Regions from separate parts of the Mus musculus genome. Here region 1 is linked to region 2. The links are chromatin contacts, called in public promoter capture Hi-C maps. All regions are on one chromosome and are shown on one strand. The core of a region is the stretch at or near the end of the contact, and the rest is flanking DNA. Distances in the headings are between cores, read along the strand shown. Region 1 overlaps Dhx40 (DEAH (Asp-Glu-Ala-His) box polypeptide 40). Region 2 overlaps Vmp1 (vacuole membrane protein 1).

Evidence for each region. Capture Hi-C pulls out chosen DNA fragments and counts their contacts.
Region 1: a contact with region 2 is called in a promoter capture Hi-C map of adipose tissue. The contact joins two enhancer-like sites. A contact is called at or near these places in 2 of 115 datasets of contacts at active chromatin or transcription factors (the HPC-7 cell line and embryonic stem cells) and 2 of 9 other capture datasets (adipose tissue and liver).

Annotation. Positions count from the first base shown.
Region 1 is chr11:86,768,045-86,773,005 of GRCm38.p6, forward strand. Dhx40 (DEAH (Asp-Glu-Ala-His) box polypeptide 40) reads right to left here. Exons shown (of 18, transcript NM_026191.2): 16 at 3,850-3,919; 17 at 2,986-3,214; 18 at 805-2,217. The coding sequence ends at 2,078. The region is part of intron 2 of Gm42085 (a long non-coding RNA gene); the gene reads left to right. Among named protein-coding and RNA genes, the nearest start is that of Gm42085, 13 kb to the left of the region's middle. Within about 2 kb of position 2,052, at least 1 of the 459 cell types and tissues checked has an H3K27ac peak or open chromatin away from gene starts, as enhancers often do. A contact at or near this core is called in adipose tissue, where this site is marked.
Region 2 is chr11:86,593,545-86,599,341 of GRCm38.p6, forward strand. The region is part of intron 10 of Vmp1 (vacuole membrane protein 1); the gene reads right to left. Gm46289 (a long non-coding RNA gene) reads left to right here. Exons shown (of 2, transcript XR_001780284.2): 2 at 151-4,951. Among named protein-coding and RNA genes, the nearest start is that of Gm46289, 5.9 kb to the left of the region's middle. Within about 2 kb of position 2,792, at least 45 of the 459 cell types and tissues checked have an H3K27ac peak or open chromatin away from gene starts, as enhancers often do. A contact at or near this core is called in adipose tissue, where this site is marked.

The DNA.
Region 1 (4,961 bases), core at 802-3,301, 170 kb after region 2:
ACTGGCTGTTCTTTCAGAGGACCCTGGTTTGATTGATAGCACTTGTATGGCTGGAACTGTAAATCCAGTTCCAGGGCATCTAGTGCTTGCTTCTGGTCTCCAGGGGCACCAGGCACACAAGTGGTACACAGACATATATGCAGACAATTCACACCCATACACAGAAGATAAAAAATAAGGCTAAACAAAAAAACTATAAAAGTTTTCATTCAAAGAATCTACCCACATCTTTTCTAAGGGTAAAATACACCTGAAAATGAAAACTGGAAGGCCTAAATGATTTTTCTTTTGGTTTTTCTGTGTAGCCCTGGCTGTCCTGGTAGTCATTCTGTAGACCAGGCTGGCCTTGAACTCAGAAATCCGCCTGTCTCTGCCTTCCAAGTGCTGGTATTAAAGGCATGCACCACCACTGCCTGGCCAGCCTAAATGATTTTTAAGCAGATTCATGATACTGGAAACAATAAATTAATTATCACTACTTACCTTCAAAGAAAAGCAGGATTCAGACTAACACCATCTTTTCAGAAAGGCTTCAAGTATAACTACTGAACTTAAACTTTTTGGATACCAAAGGATAGAATTACCTATCAAAACAAATTAGGAGTAATTTTTATACTAAAGATATAAAACCTTGCCAAGTATAGTGGCACAAGTATATAAAATCCACCTGAGAGGCAGAGAGAAGCAGGAGGATAACTGAGTTTGAGGTCAGCCTGTTCTATACAGTAATACCAGGCCAACTAGGGTTACATAAAAAGAATTTTTTAAAAAACCTGAAAACAAAAATCCACATACTGTCTATAGAGTTTTAATGACACTAGTAGCTTTATTAACAAACACTGAGTGACGACTATGTGCAAAGCACTATGCTAGATGCCATGAAAGGTACAAAGGTGAAAAAGACAGACCCTGCCCACAAGGAGCGTATAATCTAATGAGAAAGACAGACATATACACACATAACTACAATACAAGGCAGTAAACAAGAGGAGGCAAGTGCTGAGTGTGGCCTGAGTGTAATATTAGCCTCAAGGTTTTGATTTGAAACATTAGTGAAGTGTTGGCCGCTTTGAAAAATCCCATCTCAAGAATAGCATAATAGGTGTTTAAATGGTCCTACTCAAGCAGGTGCAGGAGAGAGAGAGAGGGAGAGAGGGAGAGAGGGAGAGAGGGAGAGAGGGAGAGAGGGAGAGAGGGAGAGGGGAGAGAGAGAGAGAGAGACAGAGACAGAGAGACAGAGACAGAGAGAGAGAGAGAAAGGCCAGGTGGAGGGGCTGCTTGAAATCGGTCACACCTACATACATGGGCTGACACACAAGTATGTAGGAATAGCTAAAAAGAACTTTGTGTGTGTGTGATATTATGTATCATATACATACACACACATACACACACACACATATACACATCTGTCCTTTGGTTAATGGCTATAGCTACTGTTTTAAACAATATACTTTTATATAAAAAGGAATTTGTATAATCCCAAAAAAATCACTTTAAGGAGTAGGATTAATTTAAGAAAGTCCTGCCATAGGCAATTTTATTTACTAATCAGTCTTTAAATACCTATAAAGCTCTGGAGCAATTAAACTGTTAGACATCTAAGTATTGCTGAGTAAAACCTCTATGTAAGTTCAGCCTTCTGAAATGGTCACATACCTGATACAACACTATTCTAACAGCAATAAGAAGGCCTTGAAGAGATTTAAGGAAAATAATCTTTAATGCTTCAATGCAAATGGAATACACGCTGATTAAATACAATTCAGTGTTCTTTGAAAATATCTCAGTGACACTGTTTGATACCAGTTAAGGCCAGCAAAACAGAAGTGAGGGAAATATTGTATCATCTTTGATTGGATTCATGTACTATGACTATGCAACCCAATCTTTCCTTTCAAAATGTCATTTGTTAGTATTGATGAGATGTGATTTATAAATTCTGATTTGCTTTCGGCTCACAGGCTAGGAACAGCTGCTGACCACTTCCTTCTGATAGTACTGTCGGAAATAACTGGCAAAACAGAAGCACATTTCCTGGCTGCTTTCCTGCTTCCTGAATTGGATAGTCCACTGCTTAGCCAGTTTCCTTTAATGTGTCACTGTGGTCCTGGATTCTCTGTTGCTTTCTCTCAAGGAAGCGAGCCCGTGCATCTGATATGGATTTGTCATCATTTCTTCTTTGCATTTTCTTTAGAACTTCTTTTGATATTCCATCTGAAAATAGTATAAATATACCTTATTTTCAACATTAAGAAAAAAGGACTGAGGAGACGGTTCAGTAGCATGCACTTGTATAGCATTGGAGGTGGAGAAAGGAAAATAACTATGAGCTCTAGGCCAGCTAGACTGGAGTACATAGTAGCAACCAGAGACCCTATCTTGAGCAAGCACCAATAACTGAGGATGTCCTCTGACCTCCACGTGTGCATGGTCAACCAGAAATATACACATCATATACATACAAATATTTTTTCTTACAAAAAAAGATCAAAAGGAAATTAAATGTTGTCTAACCAAAAGTCTGGTTGAAAAGCATGTAGGTGCTGAGCTCAGTGGTACAATGTACACTTCACATGAACAAGACCCTAGGACAACCAGTACAGTAACAAAAAGTACATGAGCCAGCAGATAAAGGCACTTGCTGCTGATCCTGACAACATAAATAAAACTGGGAAAAAGAAAAACAAAGGAGTGAGCCAGGCAGTGATGGTGCACACCTTTAATCCCAGCACTTAGAAGACAAAGGCAGGCAGATTTCTGACTTCAAGCCCAGCCTGGTCTAGAGAGTGAGATTTAGGACAGCCAGGAGTACACAGAGAAACCCTGTCCAAAGGGGGGAAAGACAGCTTCATAGTTAAGAGAACACCTATAACCCCAGTGTTGAGGACGGTGTGGTAAAGGATCACCAGACCTTTGAGGCCACTCTGGTCTACAACATAAACCCCTTCTTAGAAAAACAGAATAGAACTATGATTCACTCACCCTTTAGCTGTTTCACATTTTCCTTATTTGTCCATTTTCTTCTTGCATCTTCTCTCATTTCACGTCTAGCCACACTGCTCAAATCATGCGCATTAAGTTCATGCAACTTGGGTAGTAAGTCTCTCACCCATTCATAACGGATTGGGCACACAATTCTTGCATAGACTTTGGTGGTAACTAATACTTCATGAAAAATTATCCATTCAAGTTTGGTTTCCTGTTCATGAAGCTATATAAAAATTTAAGGATAATTTATTAATATTAATAATCAGCCCCATTCTAAATAAGAGCAAGAAAATAAAGACAGTCAAGGACTACATACTACAGACCTGTCTCCAAAATAACAGAAAAATAACCTGAAACCCTCTGAATGCCCATTTTCTTCCACAAAACAGAAATCATATGCTAACCAACACCCCTAAGCTCTCTCTATATGACATTTCAGTGAAAACTAGAAGACACTGATATGTTAGTACTCTACTCTTACAAATGCCTACCTGTCATTAAAAATAAGATACATTAGGGCTGTCAAGATGGCTCAACTTCAGTCCCCAGGACCCACCTGGTGGAAGGAAAAAACTGACTCCTGCAAGTTACTCTCTGACCCCTCCATGCATATGCCTCTCCACGCTCCCATAAAACCTTTTATTGAAAAAGAGGACTTTTTAAGGGCCGAGGATGTAAAGTGCACGAGAAAACAAAACAAAAACCAAACCCACAAAGGAGTGCTTTACAAGGCAAGGCGGTGTAAGTCTGTAAGTCTGTCTCACCACTTGGGAGGCAGAGGAAAGAGTACAGCCTCAGCAACACAGAGACCTTCTCTCAAAACCAACTAACCAACCAACCAAATAAACAAGAACTTACTGCTGAGGAAGGATGGATATGAACTGGACTTCCACGCCCATCCATTGTGCAAAATGTTCTGCCAACAGATCTATAAACAGAAAAATCAAATGATAAAGATCAAAATAGTAAAGCAATAAGGTAACTGATGTTTTCTTAACTACTAAAATAAGCAGCAGTTTACCTAGGGAAGAGGAATCTCTTTAAGTAACAATAATGTCACAAGAACTGGGTTTAAACACTTGTATTCCTCAAATTCTATTTCTCCTAAGAGTATCTATCCATACAGTAAAAACATTTCTTTTCAGCACAATTTAAATAAAGGAGGCTGCTATTACAAGAGGGTAGGTTTATGCTTTATACATTTAAAAATATATATTAATAGGTGGGTGGGAGTGTGGTGCATTCATGCCTTGTCATATGTGGAAGCCAAGGACAACTTTGGAGTCAAATGAACCTTTATTTCAGTTCTAAGGTCCAACCTGAGGTCATAAGGTTTTCAGGGCAAGCACCTTTACCAAGCCATTTTACCAGCCCTATAATTATATTTTATGTTAAAGTAACTTAAGCATGTTAGCCCATCTCACATTTCTTCAATTATTTTGTATGTGTGTGTACGAGCCCATGCATGTGAATAGGGAGGCCAGAGGTCAATGCAGGGTATCTTCCTCTATAGCTATACACTTTAAGACAACAGTCTCTCTCTGAACCTGAATCTCATTCTAAAATAAACTAAATTTACAGAAAATTGTAAAGGACAAAAACAAAACAAATACGATTTTTTTAAAAAATTAATTATATGTGTGTACACTGTAGCTGTCTTCAGACACTCCAGAAGAGGACATCAGATCTCATTACGGATGGTTATGAGCCACCATGTGGTTGCTGGAATTTGAACTCAGGACCTTTGGAAGAGGAGTCAGTGCTCTTAACCGCTGAGCCATCTCACCAGCCCACAAAAATGATTTTTATCGGAAGCATTGACAATTGGAAGTAAGTTTCCAACCTGTTGTCTTACCCATAACCACCAAATGCTTGCCACTCTCCTTCATAACTGTGATACAATCACCAAAACAGAAAGTTAACATTCATGCATTACTAACATCAAATCCTGAGACCCCACTGAAGTATCA
Region 2 (5,797 bases), core at 1,542-4,041:
TGGGTACTGGGCATGAAAGTGTTACTATTGTTACCATTTCACTGAACATAGAACACAATCTAAGAAGCTGATGTTGCCAGGGAAAATTGGCAAATTGACTTGACTATTTTACCTCTTTTGAATTTGAAAAGTGCTTTCTTTATACACCAGGGTTTTGGAAGCGGATCCCAACATACAATGAACGTAGAGTGAGAATTACATACTGCACTGGAAATTCTAGGCCTTTTATATATGGACTTGTTTGCACTGACAGTCTCTGGCACCTTCTAAAATTTGCTGTGATTCTACCTCAGGGTTTGGGATGAAAACATCTTGAATTTAATTTGCATCTGTGTCCCTCTGAAATAATTAAAAATTCTTTTGTATTCAACTTAGGTCACTGTGTACCCAGTGGCATTATTTATACACATGATAGCATCCCTTTCTTCGAGGCTTGGTGGAAGACAGACCACATTGCTTTTTCCAGACACTTCAGGCATATGGTCGCTTGTGCTTCACAAGGGGTTTCTAGCACGCAGGGTTTTGCAATGCCCTTGCTTTTCAATGTTTGGGATGGTTTCTTCAGAATGCAGACCTGAGCAGGAAGGACAGGCAGGCACTTCTGTCAATGGTAAAGCAGGAGTTTAAGGAATGGTCTGCTGTAATGGGGTAAAAACGATCGTGCTGGCTGTATTCAAACAGCTGCCTGAGACTGAGACTGGCTCTCCATGCTCATCTCCGACTTCCAAGACTGAGGGACAAACACTGCCTTCTGTGGTGCTCTCAGCAAGCCTTGGAAACACATCTTCATTCCGGTTTTCAAAGAACAGAGGCTAATAAACACATCAGGCTGTATTTAAGACAGAGAAATACTCTGTAGCTCAGGCTGGACTGGAAATCATGATAATCCTCCTGCTTCAGCTTCCCAACTGTGAAGATTACCGGAGTGAGCTACCAGGCAAGAATTCTTCTCATCTATCTCTATTGATATTTTCTCTTTATGTTGCTCTGGCTATCCTAGAACTTGCTATGGAGATCAGGCTGGCTTCTAACTCACAGAGATTCGCCTGCCTCTGCCTCTAGATTATTGGATTAAAGGCATGTATGCAGTACCATGCCATGCCTAGCTAGCCTTTATATTTCTACTGTTTCTTTTCTCCCCCACCCCAAGCCTGCTTTTAACTTCCTCTTCTCTCCCCATGCTTGTACATGGTGCACACCATCATGCTCAGTAGTAATTTGTATTTTCTTTTTCCTTAATTTTTTTTTTGTGTATATATGTGTGCCCAAATGTATATATGTATGTACAGGTACCTAAGAAGGCCAGAAAAGGGCACTGGATCCCATGGAGATAGTTACAGGCAGTTATGTCCTATCCAATACAGGTGCTGGAAACAAAACAGGGTCTATTGAAAAAGTGGCAAGTGCTCTTAATTGCTGAGCCATCTCTCCAGCCCTGTAATTTATATTTTCTCTCTAGTTTTTTTTTTTTTTTTTTGGCTAGTATTTCCCTCATCCAAAAACCACATAGTAATTCCTTCTATTAATGAAAGAATAGGTTGAGCTGGAGAGATGGCTCAGTGGTTAAGAGCACTGACTGCTCTTCCAAAGGTCCTGAGTTCAAATCCCAGCAACCACATGGTGGCTCACAACCACCTTAATGAGACCTGATGCCCTCTCCTGGGGTGTGTGAAGACAGCTACAGTGTAATTACCTATAATAAATAAATAAATTAAAAAAAGAATAGGTTTATGTATCTAAGAAGTAGGGTAATTAAAATGTGTCAGGAATTCCTGACCGCCTTTTGTTTTACCCTGTATTATCTAACAAACTGGATTTTTACTTTAATATTCCACTGAAATGCTCTGATAGTGCTAACTTCCTAATAAAATATCCATTTCTCATCAGCAGTCTAGCTATGCTGCATCCCAGCATCTATGACAGAAACATGGAAGAGTTTCTGCAGATTACCACAGACACAAGAAGGGAAGCTATCATCAACTGCAGAGGGAGGTAACTTTAAAGTCAGAACTGCGCCACCACAGCTGCGTCACCACAGTGGGGTTCTAAGCTAGTAATCCTTTCTCAGATCACGGAATGAATACTGGTGGGCCAGACTTTGTTTTTTGTTTTTTTTTCCAGACAGGGTTTCTCTGTGTAGCCCTGGCTGTCCTGGAACTCACTCTGTAGACCAGGCTGGACTCGAACTCAGAGATCCGCCTGCCTCTGCCTCCCGAGTGCTGGGATTAAAGGCGTGGGCCACCACGCCCGGCTTGGTTCAGACTTCTATAACCTTTTAAGAAAATTACTTTCATAATGACCAGCGTAAAACAGAATCAGAGACATGAACTAGATTACATTTTATAATAATAGTAATAAAAAATAGCCATGCAAGGTAGCCCATCCCTTTAAGCCCAGACAGAATTCTGTGACTTCAAGGACAGCCGGGTTTACATGAAGTGAGTTACAGGCTAGCCAGGGCTAGCCAGGGCTACCGAGTAAGACCCTCATTCAACAGAAGCAGCAGCAGCAGCACCAGCAACAAAAGATGCCCAAAAACACCCCAAAACAAAAACAAAAACAAACAAGCAACTCAAACAGAAAAATAAGAAAAGGTTGAGTCTTCCTCCTGTGGTCTAGGCTGACATAGCTCATTCTAACTACTTTCCATAGAGTGAAGAACAAGAAACAACATTCCGACTTCAGAGCTTAATTACTAACTGGTTCAAATGCTCTCTCTTGCCACAGGCAAGCCTGACTCTGAGGTCAAACATCAAGTTAACTGTTGTTAGGAGACAGCGAAGAAGAGCATGGAACATTCTGTAACTGGTGAAAAGTCCCTGTTCCAGCCAAGCCCATCCCCCAGCCCTCGAGTTCAATGACTGAGTTATGGAAACTTCTCCTGTGTGGTAAAACTGGGGACTTTGTCTTCCAATCAGACCCTGGCAAGCTGACAACAAGCCAATGTTCTGCATATGGCTTATTGCAAGTCACAGGCTTAATGTTATTTTCTGGGAATTCTTAGCCTCTATTTGGTGAGAATTCCGGAACATGTCATTTTATAATTACAATTTTTATCATTTGGTTCTGTACTTTAAGAAATATTCACAGGTCTCACGTATTTCTTACAATGTAAGTCTACAATGAATTAAAAATCAGGTTTATGTCATCACAGTAATAGGGAACAAGACGTTAACACTGCCTTTCAAGCTCTCAGGTTTGCTGGTGCTTTGGCTCTGACTTTCCCTCTGACGTACTCAGAGAGTACAAACCAATGCACAAGCAACATCTTTAAAAACAACAGAATTCTGTCCCTGCCCACCTGCTAAGAAACACACCATAAATTAGAAAGCTATTTTCTATATTCTAATCTTTCAGAATTTGTAAGTGGTCCACTATATCTGATTATTTATAGAGTATAACTTAGATCTATCTACTGATTTAGATAATAAGGACATTTTCCCTTAAACCTATTGACATTAGCAACTACTTTCTAGAATTGCCCTAGAAATAAAGCTGTTAATTATGATTGGGGAATAGGCATTATTGAACTTAGGGTGTCATGTTTAGCTAGGCTGTTCCATACTTATATTAAGAATAGCAGTCCACTGGGGCTGGAGAGGCGGCTCAGTGGTTAAGAGTACTGGCTGTTCTTCCAGAGAATCTGAGCTGAGCTTCTCGCACACAGGCAAATGACCATCTGTAACTCCAGCTCCAAGGACTCTGACACCTTCCAGTCTCCACTGTCACTTAAACACATGTGGTATTTACTCACAAAGATATACACACATACACGTAAGTAAAAATATCAAGGTCAGCCTGGTGTATATTGTGAATTCTAGGCAGCCACAATGCATAGTTGAGAGAAAGTTACAAAAGAAAAGAAAAGAAAAGAAAAGAAAGGAAGGAAGGAAGGAAGGAAGGAAAGAGTTTAAGATCATTCTGAGTTGAACCAGACAAACCTGAGCTACATGAACCCATGCATTCAGGATTTAGGGTTATATTTATTATTTTTGTTACAGTGCTAAATATCCCCTGTAAACACTCTACCACAGAGCTACAGCTACAGCCATATTGGTAATTTTCATTTTGAACACTTATATTTTAAAACATCTAGGCAGGCCTCGTTAATCCTAGCATTTGGGAGACAAAGGCAGGTGGATCTCTGTGAGTTTGAGGTCAGCCTGGTCTACAGAGCTAGTTCAAGGAAAGTCAAGGCTACACAAAGAAACCCTGTCTCAAAAAAATAAGAAGTAAATAAATTAAAAAAAAAAACAAAACAACCCAAAGCCAGAGAACATTTCCTATTTGAGCTAGGCATGGAGGTACTTGCTTTTAATATTAGCAGGTGTAGAGGTATGCTGATCTCGGTGAGCTTGAAGACAGCCAGAGTTATGAATAGAGATGCTGTCTCAAAAGACAAAACAAAGCAACAATGTCTTGTTTCAAAGTGTAGGAAAACAAATTTTGTCATGATTGGTGAGAGACTGTGATTATAATTTAATTACTGACAAAATACTAAAAACTCTTTTGGTATCTGATGTTGAAGCCAAATCTAATTAACTTATATTATTTAAAGATTTGTTTATTTAACCACTCAGCTATAACACACACACACGTAATTTAGACAAAGTTTCTCTGTGTAGCCCTGGTTGTCCTAGAACTAACTCTGTAGACCAGGCTATCCTTGAACTCAGAAATTTGGTGACTACCTCCCGGGTGCTAGGATCAAAGGCAGGATTACAGGCATGTGCGGGCTTATATATACTAATGAATAATGTGCACGCATATGTGTCAGCATGTACGTATGTGCACTCAGACAGGTGCCCTCAGAGGTCAAAGGCCTGGAGTGAGTCCCTTGGAGCTGGAGTTGCAGGTGGTTACAAGTCATCAATGTGCGTGTTTAAGCCAGAGCTATTTCTCCAGTCCCTCACTAGGATTCTTTTGGGGACCATGCTAATGCAGTTTAAAAGAAAGGAATAGGGGACAGAATATACTACAATTTAACCAAGTTGTCCAAATATTGAAGGCACTTCAACTTCTATATAATGTAGATAAATGGCAGAATTTCCTAGAAACTTCAAAATCTAAGGAAACAGAAGAATATTGGCTATACAAAAGATCTGCTGACTTTATAGGGTGGACCTTTATTTGAACACATGTGGTCATTTCCTGAGAATCTGCTGTGTGAGTCAGGCTGTCAGGTGCTCAGAACAGTAAACAATACACATGATCTCTGAAATTGAAAAGCTCACAGATGCTGGGAATGGGTCAGCAGGAGCAGGTGGACCTCTGTGGGCTGGCAGAAACAAGATGGTCATCAGGGATAGGGTGGTAGTTGAGTTGGTCCAGCATGCAAAAAGTCTTGGATTTAATCCCCAAAGCCACATAAACTGAGCTTGGTGGGGCACATCTTTAATCCCGGCTCAGGAGGTGGAGGTAAGTTTAAGAAGTTTAAGGTTAGCCTCAATTACATAAGAATGTTTGAAGTCAGCCTGGGCTACAGAAGACTCCCAGAAAAAATAGGGGCAAAGGGGGAGTAACAGAGGTAATCATACATTTATAAACATAAAGATAAACTCTAGCCAGGCGTGGTGGTGCAGGCCTTTAATCCCAGCACTCGGGAGGCAGAGGTGGCGGATTTCTGAGTTCGAGGCCAGCCTGGTCTACAAAGTGAGTTCCAAGACAGCCAGGGCTATACAGAGAAACCCTGTCTCGAAAAACCAAACCAAACCAAAACAACAACAAGAACAACAACAACAACAAGAACAACAACAACAACAAAACAAAACCAAGGGCTGGAGAGATGGCTCAGCAG